Linked DNA regions of Mus musculus: regions 1 and 3 are each linked to region 2. Evidence: chromatin contacts called from public HiChIP or PLAC-seq data. All regions are on one chromosome and are shown on one strand. The core of a region is the stretch at or near the end of the contact, and the rest is flanking DNA. Distances in the headings are between cores, read along the strand shown. Region 1 has its middle 17 kb from the start of Gm40574. Region 2 has its middle 3.8 kb from the start of Gm40575. Region 3 overlaps Gm34719 (a long non-coding RNA gene).

Region 1 (2,700 bases), core at 136-2,635, 160 kb after region 2:
CCTTTGACCCAAACATCTTCCACTCCTTTGTAACAATAATAGTTTAAGCAGCAGCTCCCTGGAAAGGGTGTGTGTGTGTGTGTGTGTGTGTGTGTGTGTGTGTGTGTGTGTGTGTGTGTGTAGGCCCTTGATTTGAATGTGTATGTGTGTGTGTAGGTATGTAACTCAGTATACATATTCTAGCAATATATGTATACATGCATGTATGCATGTCTGTGTAAATGTATACACCATATGGAAAGATATTGGTCTCCATCTCCAATGGTTTATGGTGTGAAATTTGGAGAATTCAGAATGTAAGGGTTTTTTTTGTTTTTGTTTTTTGTTTTTTTGTTTGTTTTACTTTGACAGAGCATGTCAGGTTGGACAAGGTACTATGACATGCCAAGAGTGCCTGCACTGGTGAACTGCATCTCCAGTGGGGTGCACTGAACCTGTGATCAGCTTCTAGGGGTAATGTCAGATACGCTCTACATACGGGATTATCATTCCAACACCACAATAACAGCTGCTAATGTGACCTCTGATGTGGTCTCTTGCCGGGTGAATTGACCTCTGAAGCCAGTGCCCCCATCCCCTCTGTGGTTTGATCGCCGTGATCATTAGCTTTTCCCCACTGTGACAGGGTGTCTGTCGGAACAACTTGAGTAAGGACGTATTGCTTTGCATGGCAGCCTCAGAGGGATCAGTCCATCATGGAGGAAACAGCATGTCAGACCTGGCTTTTCCCTCTTTTATCTCTGGGTCCCCACAGTCAGGGTGGGTATCTCTCCTCAATCCTCAGGAAAAGCTGTCACAGCCATGGCCATACCCACGCCTCTGTCACCCAGGTCTTTCTAGGTTCCTGGCAGTCAAAGCCCCACCCCACCCCCCGCATCTCATCAAGTTCAGCAATGCACTGCCAAACCCAAAGGTGACACATTCCTGGAGTATGCCACACGTTCCTGGAATAGGTGACACACTCCTCAGACAGCTCTGAGTGTAGGGACATTTTCTCTTCCCTTATCCCTCCTCCTAGAATAGAAGACTCTCCACCATCCTCACTTGAGTCCTAAAAGCCAATAGACAGTGGAGAAAGAGATACAGAGCAAAGGCAGAGAGCTCTGGCCACAGCCTTAGTGTCTTGAGTCCTGTCCTGTCTGCAGAGAGAATGGAGTGACTTTCCAGTCTCACTGAGAAGGTGATTGCCTGGCTTGCAGTAGGACTCTGCAGTGGCCCTGTGCCACCCTGGGAATGGCACTGTGCGTCAGCACTGCAGACAGGCACATGAGTTAGGTGTTTCTCAGCTAGTTCCCTAACAAACTCTCCGAGTCCACAGCCAGCCTTAGTGACACGCTGCCTTAGCCACCCAGTATAAGATGACCAGGACTGTGGCCTTTGTCTTGTGGCAAGGAAGCTTTGGACAGGAAACCACATGTAGGGTTTAGTGGCAGACCATGAGTGCCCTGAGTCACTGTGTGCCAAGGGCTGTTTGATACTTGAGGGCAGGGTAAGATGGGATAGCTCCACCTGTCCTCCCTCCCTCCCTCCCTCCCTCCCTCCCTCCCTCCCTCCCTCCCTCCCTCCCTCCCTCCCTCTGTCCCTGTATTCTCATTCTCTCTCTCTCTCTTTCCCCCATTTTCTCTTTCTTTCTTCCCTAGCAAGAGTTTAATCTTGTGTCCTGTCCTCCTATCTCATCAGATCTTTACAGACTACAGGCCTGAAATGAGATGTGGATAAGCTCCGTTTATAGGACAGGCAGATAGGGTACAGAGTGACATCACTCTGCCCGTGGACATAAGCTATTTTCTTCCAGAAGAGTTCTGCCTTCCTTTCATCTCTGTTTTGAAATAGAAGGTCCTCGCAGAACGTTCATGGGTTTGTGTGGCTTCCTGAATGCCCATTGACCCTTTACCCAGCCCTCGTTGAGACTGACACTCTGCAGGCTTCCTGTGCTCCCCCTTGCCCCCCAACTTCCCGCCAAGGTAAGCCACAAGCTCCTCTTCAACGCAGACCTGGTGTGCACGAGCTTCCCACCCGTGGAATTTCACCACGGGCCCACGCTCCTGTCTTGCCTCTCCTGTTCTAACACCCACACGTGGGAGGTCTTCCCACATTCCTGCATGCTGATTTACAATTGTTCTCACTGCGACGATGCTGCAGTCTGCTGTGTGCTGGGAATGTGGCTGAGCGGGTCTACTGAACATGAGCAGTTAACGGTTCCAAGCTTGGGTCCTTCCTGTGATCCCGTGAATGTTCTGGCCTGTGAGTCCTGTGGGGTGTCTGTGAGCAACCGTGCCAGAGAGCATCTTGGGGGGGGGGAACACAAACACCAGAGATTATTCAGCTTCAGATGAGCCAGCTCGAGGTACCACGGGCTCCCACCTAAACTCTAGGCTGAGGCCAGCATCTTGGCCAATGTCTGAGATTTTACCCTATATATAAAAATTGTGTTTTAATTTTCTTCTTATCAAGAAATAAGGTCATTTGTTTTTGTAAAATTTACTATTATTGTTGTTATTATTAGTCTGTGTGTGTGTGTGTGTGTGTGTGTGTATGTGTGTGTGTGTGTGTGTGTGTGTGTGTGTGTGCACTAATTGCACCTGTATCACGGTGAGAGTATGGATGTCTGAAGACAACTTTGGGGAATCTGTTCTTGCCTTCACCTTGTTGAGGCAGGGGCTTTCTGGTTTCTACTACCATGCTGACTATTCTAGGCTA
Region 2 (2,752 bases), core at 63-2,562:
CCGAGGGCATACCTCTTTGATCTCTGAGCTCCATGCTTATTGCTCTACTGTAGTCCCCATAGCCTCTCCAACTGTCCCTGAGACTAACAGCTTATATTCCTAGGTTCTGCACGTATCTCCCTCCTGTCCTCACATATCACCTCCTCATTTCTTCCTTGCTGTCTGGTGACAGTATCTGACTGTATGAGTTTTGCCAACTGTCTAGTTTGTACCCTCCAGGAAGATGGCAGGGTACAGGCTTGCTGGCAGAACCTGGCCTGGGCCAGCCTCATAGCAGACTCTGAACCTAGCTCCTTGAAGGAAGGGTTTGTTGATATTCCCCGAGGCTGGGTTCCATGTCTGGGCACAGGACCATTCAGCTCCCTCCTATCTCCAGGTCTTTGGCTGGTCAGCATTTCAAACGATATTGTTTCATATTAAATTATTTCAAATTCCACGGACCCTGGTTTCACAATCAAATAATTTGATCTTGTTTATAAATGGAATTTTTATGTTTTTGACAGCTTCTAGCTTTGCTAGGCTGGATGGTCAGTGGAAGTTTGTCCTCCTATGCCCTCCAGTCCATCTCTGTTACCTTCCCTGGAATATCTCGGAGTCCGGGAACTGTCCCGGAGTTGGGAGGCCAGCGAGGAGGGTGAGTGTCCTTAGGCGTCCTGTGAGGAGGTGACTTTACTAGCTAGGGATCCAGTGCCCAGGGCCTTCTTGGCTTTCCTGGCCTTTTCCATCTTCTGGCTACAAGCATGAGAAACCCCACAAATAAAGGAATTAGAAATGAAGCTTGGTACCCATCGCCCCCATGGCTTATCCTTTGGCTACAGAAGCTAAAGCGCATGTCCCTAAGCCCTGTCCCAGGTGCTTATACACTCTCTCCAGGAGTTTTCCTTTCTTCTGTCATCCCTGATCACCTTAAATGTCACCAGGGACACCCAAAGCCTTGTGGGATGAAGACCTAGATGTGAAAGACGTGACCTGTGGAGGCCTGGGTTTCGTGTGTGGACCTAGGAACTGGTGGCTGTGGGTGCTGATGTAAAGACTCCAGAACACACTGGTGGCTAAGCTGTCTATGCAGCAGGTCGAGGGGCCAGGCTGAGGAAGGCTGAGTACAGACACTGGGCTGAGGAAGAACGTTTGTTGTCGAGAAGACCATACTTGGCAGAAGTTGCCAGATCCCACCTGAAACAGATAAGAATATTAAACTAGTGTAAATATTTTAACCAATGAACTGAATCTCAGGCTCTCCCTAAGAAGTCCCCTTGCCACCTGGGAGGCTGTGCTCTCTGGACGGCCAATAAAATGGTGCATTTGTACAAGGTGCTGGCTGACTCATGCACTGGGCGAGCTGGAGCCCAGGGAGAACAGGGAGGTTGCCTTGTGCCTGAGTCTCAGAAAGGTCAATCGCTAGCTGCCTGAATGAGTCACCCCCCAAGTTTTCACAACTTGGAATCCCAAGTCCCTGGTGCAAATAATTAGGAAGTGGGGGGCCTTTAGGAGGGGGTGAGCTCATGATGGTGGAGTCCCTTGGGTGGATTAGCGCCTTTATAGAAACAAAATGTCTCTGTCTTCCTTTATCTGACAGGATCTCATGTGGCCCAGGCTGGTCTCAAACTCACTATGGAGTTAAGGACAATCTTGACCATCGGACCCTTCTTCCTCTGTCTGCAGAGAGCTGGCACTCTGCAGAATGAATCCAGGGCTTGGTGTAGGCCTGGCCAGCAGTCTATCAACAGAGCGGTATCCCCAGTACGTTCTCTCTTTCTCTGCCCCTCCCTCTCCCTCCGTGTCTTGTCTGGACAGAGAGGTCAGCCAACATGTGGCAAACCAAGTTAGTCTTTTACCAGAACCAAACAGACAGGCCCCTGGATCTTAGACTTTCAGGCTTAGACATTAAGCCTTCGGTTCAGTCTCAGACACAAGGGAAAGTCTAGATGCCCTAGTGCAAAGCCGTTAGGTAGAACGGATCCCCTAGTACTGGGAGGTGGGTCTACCTTTTGCTCTCTCCAGCCTGGCAACTGATTGGTTGAGGCCCACCTATATATCTGGGAGGGAAAACTGTTCTCTGGAGCCAATCCATTCCCATTCTAAAGTCATGCTCAGATGCCCGAACAGAACTGGCCCCCAGTAACACGCGCTCTTTATCTGGCTTCCTGGCCCTGCAGACAGAAGCAGACTTGATCGTCAGAAGACATTCTAGGAGCCTCTTGTCTTTTTCCTTCCTTGCTCTTCTTTGATATATCCCAACTACAGTCCCCCCTCCTCTTCCTCCTCCTCCTTCCTCCTCCTCTCTCCCCCACACTGATCTTCCACTCTACCTCCCCTTAGAAAAGGGCAGGCCTCCCAGAAGTATCAACTAAATGTGGCACCACACGCTTCATTAAGACCAGGCACAAACCATAACACCAAGGCTGGGTGAGGCGGTCCAGCAGGCAGAAAAGGGTCCCATGGATAGACAAGAGTCAGCCACTCCAACTGTTAGGATTCCCATAAGCTCAACACCAAGCTACTCATCCATATCACATGGACAGAGGACCTAGGCAGAATCCCACAGGCAAGGAGTCTCTTTTTAAAATATTCTCTGAGTCCCACTGGGGTGATAAGAGGCATCCTGGTCTTCTGGCTGAAAGCATGGATGACCTGGATCAGCTCCATCAGCATCCCTGCTCAGAGGGTGTCTGGATGTTTCCACAAGGCAGATTGGAACTGAACTGCTGAGAGAGCACAGTGAGGACCCTAGTTCTACAGGCTTCCCCGAGGG
Region 3 (2,700 bases), core at 155-2,654, 140 kb after region 2:
TCCTTACGCATCGGTGGGGGAGGGCGACACACTTCCAAGCTCCACACTTGATGGTTGACAAATCTGCTCTTGCTCAGGCCCCGAGAAGTCAGCCAAAGCTTCCATGGCGTCATGATTGCAATGTCTGTGTTGTGTCCAGGAAACAGCACTCCACAGCCCTTACTCCCTATTCTGCAGCTTTCTTCCCTCCCCTTCTCCCAGGCCTCTCCTTGCATCTTAGAAGAGGTCGTATAAATATATAAATGTCTATTTAGGACTGAGCATTCAGCTACCACAGATCTTGGTTGTAGAGGTCCTGTATCGTGTTGAGGAGATTTCCTCTAACTTTAATTTGTGAGAGCTGTTTTAAGAACTGAGTTGGTGTGTCTTGCCTGAGGCATCTCCTGCATGTATGGGTATGGCCCTCTGCTTTCCCCTTTATTCCCTCAATATGTCTAATTGCATTATTTGGTTCTCAAATGTAAATCCACCCTTCCATTTGTTAAAAACCCCACTTGGCCATGGCATAAGATTCTTTCTATATTTTATTGGGCTCAATACGCTCACATTTCCTGGAACATACTTGTAGCTACATTCATGAGGAATCTACCTCATTGTTTCTCTAATGCCAGCCTGATGATTGGTTTTAATGCTCAAGTTGGCACAATGCACAATCACCTGATAAGACAGTATATCAATCAGAGCTTGTCTAGGTCAGGTGGGCCATGTCTTGGGAGGAGAGGGGGTGCTGTCTTGATTATGTTTATTGATGTGGACTCAGCCCACTGTGGGCATACCATTCCCTAGGCTTGGGTTCTAAACTGCATGTAAAAGTGGAGAAAATGAACTGGTCAATAGTGTGGATTCGTTCAGTCTCTCTTTGCTTTTGTGGTGTGACTAGTTCCTGTCTTGATTCTCTGCTTTTATAGACTGCAACCTGGGATTGCAGGCTGAGATAGACCATTTCTCTCCCCCAGGATCTTTTGGTTGGTTATTTATCACATCAGCACAAACAAAACTAGGACAGCGCCTGGCTCCAGCCTCCGACCTAAAGACTGGAACTATACTCCCTCTTCAGGTTTCTAGAAAAACTTGCAAAAAAAAAAAAAAAAAACGGCTTTTGTTTCTTTCTCAAAGGATGGATGGCATTGTCCAGTTAAGTAGGTGGACTTGGGATGGCCTCAGCGAGGTGATTTTTAAGTACAAATTCAATTTCAATAGACATGAAGTTGCGCTGCTCTTACCATCTGTCCCTTATTCAGTTAAAAGGTTTATTTTTATTTTGTGTGCATGTTTCTCCACCTGTGTGCATTACATGCAAAGGCCAGAAGAGGGCGTCAGATCCCCTGGAACTGAGTTACAGCTGTGAGCCACCCTGTAGGAATTGAACCTGGATTCTCTACGAGAACAGCTCTTGACTGCTGAGTCACCCCCACCAGACTTCAGTCTGTTTACTCTTGCATGCATGAGGTGGTTTGTATCTGTCATTGTCCCCATTTCATCTGGGTCATAAAGTCGCTCCCGAGTTTGGTGGTGTGTTTTTTCTCTTCATTTCCTGAGCACGCTGCCAAGGGCGTTCCACGTTGATTCATCTTTTTAACACCTCTCCTCTGTTTTCATTGACCTTTTCCACCATGCCTCCCTGTCACTGATTTATTAGTATCTCTCCTAGTTCCGCTTTTTTGATGAGGTTAATATTGATCCCCCCCCCCTTCTCTTTTTTTCTAAACAGGGAGTGTCTGAGAAACTTTCTGGTTTTTTTTTTTTTTTTTTTTTTTTTTTTTGAGTAATTGTGCAGTTCCGGCTCCCTTACACACTTTTGATGTGCTACTTTATTTCCACTTATTGAAAACTCCATTCTAATACTGGATCCCCCCCCCTTTGGCTCATAAGTTACTTAGAAAGTTGTTACTCAGTTTCCAAATATTAGAGGAATTTTCAGATATCTATCAGGTATTTTTTTCCTTTATTTCTTTCTATTTTCATTAAAAAAAAAAACCACCTCACAGCATCTATTGTCACCTGATAATGTCACTAAAGTAGTAAGAACAAATGTAGCAGCAGACTGTGCTCCCAGTAGAAGACACCCTGAAAAACCCTGAACTGCCTTCTCAGTGCCCCCCATGCTTGAGCATTTCTAGTTGGAAACACTAGAGCAGAGTAGTGTTATTGCCTGTTAGCACGATCTAACCCAGTTGTTTTCTTGACTTTGTTTTGGAACGATTCTCTTCTGCATCATCTACCGTGAGGTTCAAGTACTCATCCAAGCCATCAATACAATCCTCTATCCTCATCTTCACGAGCCCAGTCATCCACACCTGAATTCGAGATCTATTTAACAAGTATCAGAAGATGAGGTGGACGGGCTGCACCCTTTGGCCCTGGCCACATATACCATGGTAGAAGTCACAAAGATCATGTGAATAGGAACTTTCGTTTTGTTTTGAGATGGGAATCTCACTGTGTAGCCTTGGCTGGCTTGGAACGCTGGAACTCACAGTTGACCTCAAACTCAAAGAGATCTATTTAGTCCTGCCTCCTGAGTTCTGGGATCAAAGGTATGTGCCAACACGCCTGGCATCAAGTTCATTTTTAAATTTAGTGTCACAGTGTTTGAAACAAATCCTTTGTGTGATTTGAATCCTGATAAATTGTATATGATTTATTTACCATAGAATAAACCTTTCATTCATAGTATTGATATGACATTGTAAACAGAAG

The links. HiChIP or PLAC-seq counts read pairs in DNA pulled down with a chosen protein or histone mark.
Region 1: a contact with region 2 is called in a FOXA1 HiChIP or PLAC-seq map of pancreatic cancer cells. The contact joins two enhancer-like sites. A contact is called at or near these places in 2 of 484 Hi-C or Micro-C datasets (B cells and nephron progenitors) and 6 of 115 datasets of contacts at active chromatin or transcription factors (the NIH/3T3 cell line, differentiating embryonic stem cells, embryonic stem cells and 3 more).
Region 3: a contact with region 2 is called in a FOXA1 HiChIP or PLAC-seq map of pancreatic cancer cells. The contact joins two enhancer-like sites. A contact is called at or near these places in 1 of 15 datasets of contacts at CTCF or cohesin (the NIH/3T3 cell line), 10 of 484 Hi-C or Micro-C datasets (the AML12 cell line, embryonic fibroblasts, embryonic stem cells and 4 more) and 5 of 115 datasets of contacts at active chromatin or transcription factors (the NIH/3T3 cell line, embryonic stem cells, fibro-adipogenic progenitors and 2 more).

The regions. Positions count from the first base shown.
Region 1 is chr12:110,040,221-110,042,920 of GRCm38.p6, reverse strand. No RefSeq gene overlaps it. Among named protein-coding and RNA genes, the nearest start is that of Gm40574, 17 kb to the right of the region's middle. Within about 2 kb of position 1,385, at least 37 of the 459 cell types and tissues checked have an H3K27ac peak or open chromatin away from gene starts, as enhancers often do. A contact at or near this core is called in pancreatic cancer cells, where this site is marked.
Region 2 is chr12:110,199,706-110,202,457 of GRCm38.p6, reverse strand. No RefSeq gene overlaps it. Among named protein-coding and RNA genes, the nearest start is that of Gm40575, 3.8 kb to the left of the region's middle. Within about 2 kb of position 1,312, at least 12 of the 459 cell types and tissues checked have an H3K27ac peak or open chromatin away from gene starts, as enhancers often do. A contact at or near this core is called in pancreatic cancer cells, where this site is marked.
Region 3 is chr12:110,061,920-110,064,619 of GRCm38.p6, reverse strand. All of the region lies in intron 2 of Gm34719 (a long non-coding RNA gene), which reads left to right. Among named protein-coding and RNA genes, the nearest start is that of Gm34719, 25 kb to the left of the region's middle. Within about 2 kb of position 1,404, at least 14 of the 459 cell types and tissues checked have an H3K27ac peak or open chromatin away from gene starts, as enhancers often do. A contact at or near this core is called in pancreatic cancer cells, where this site is marked.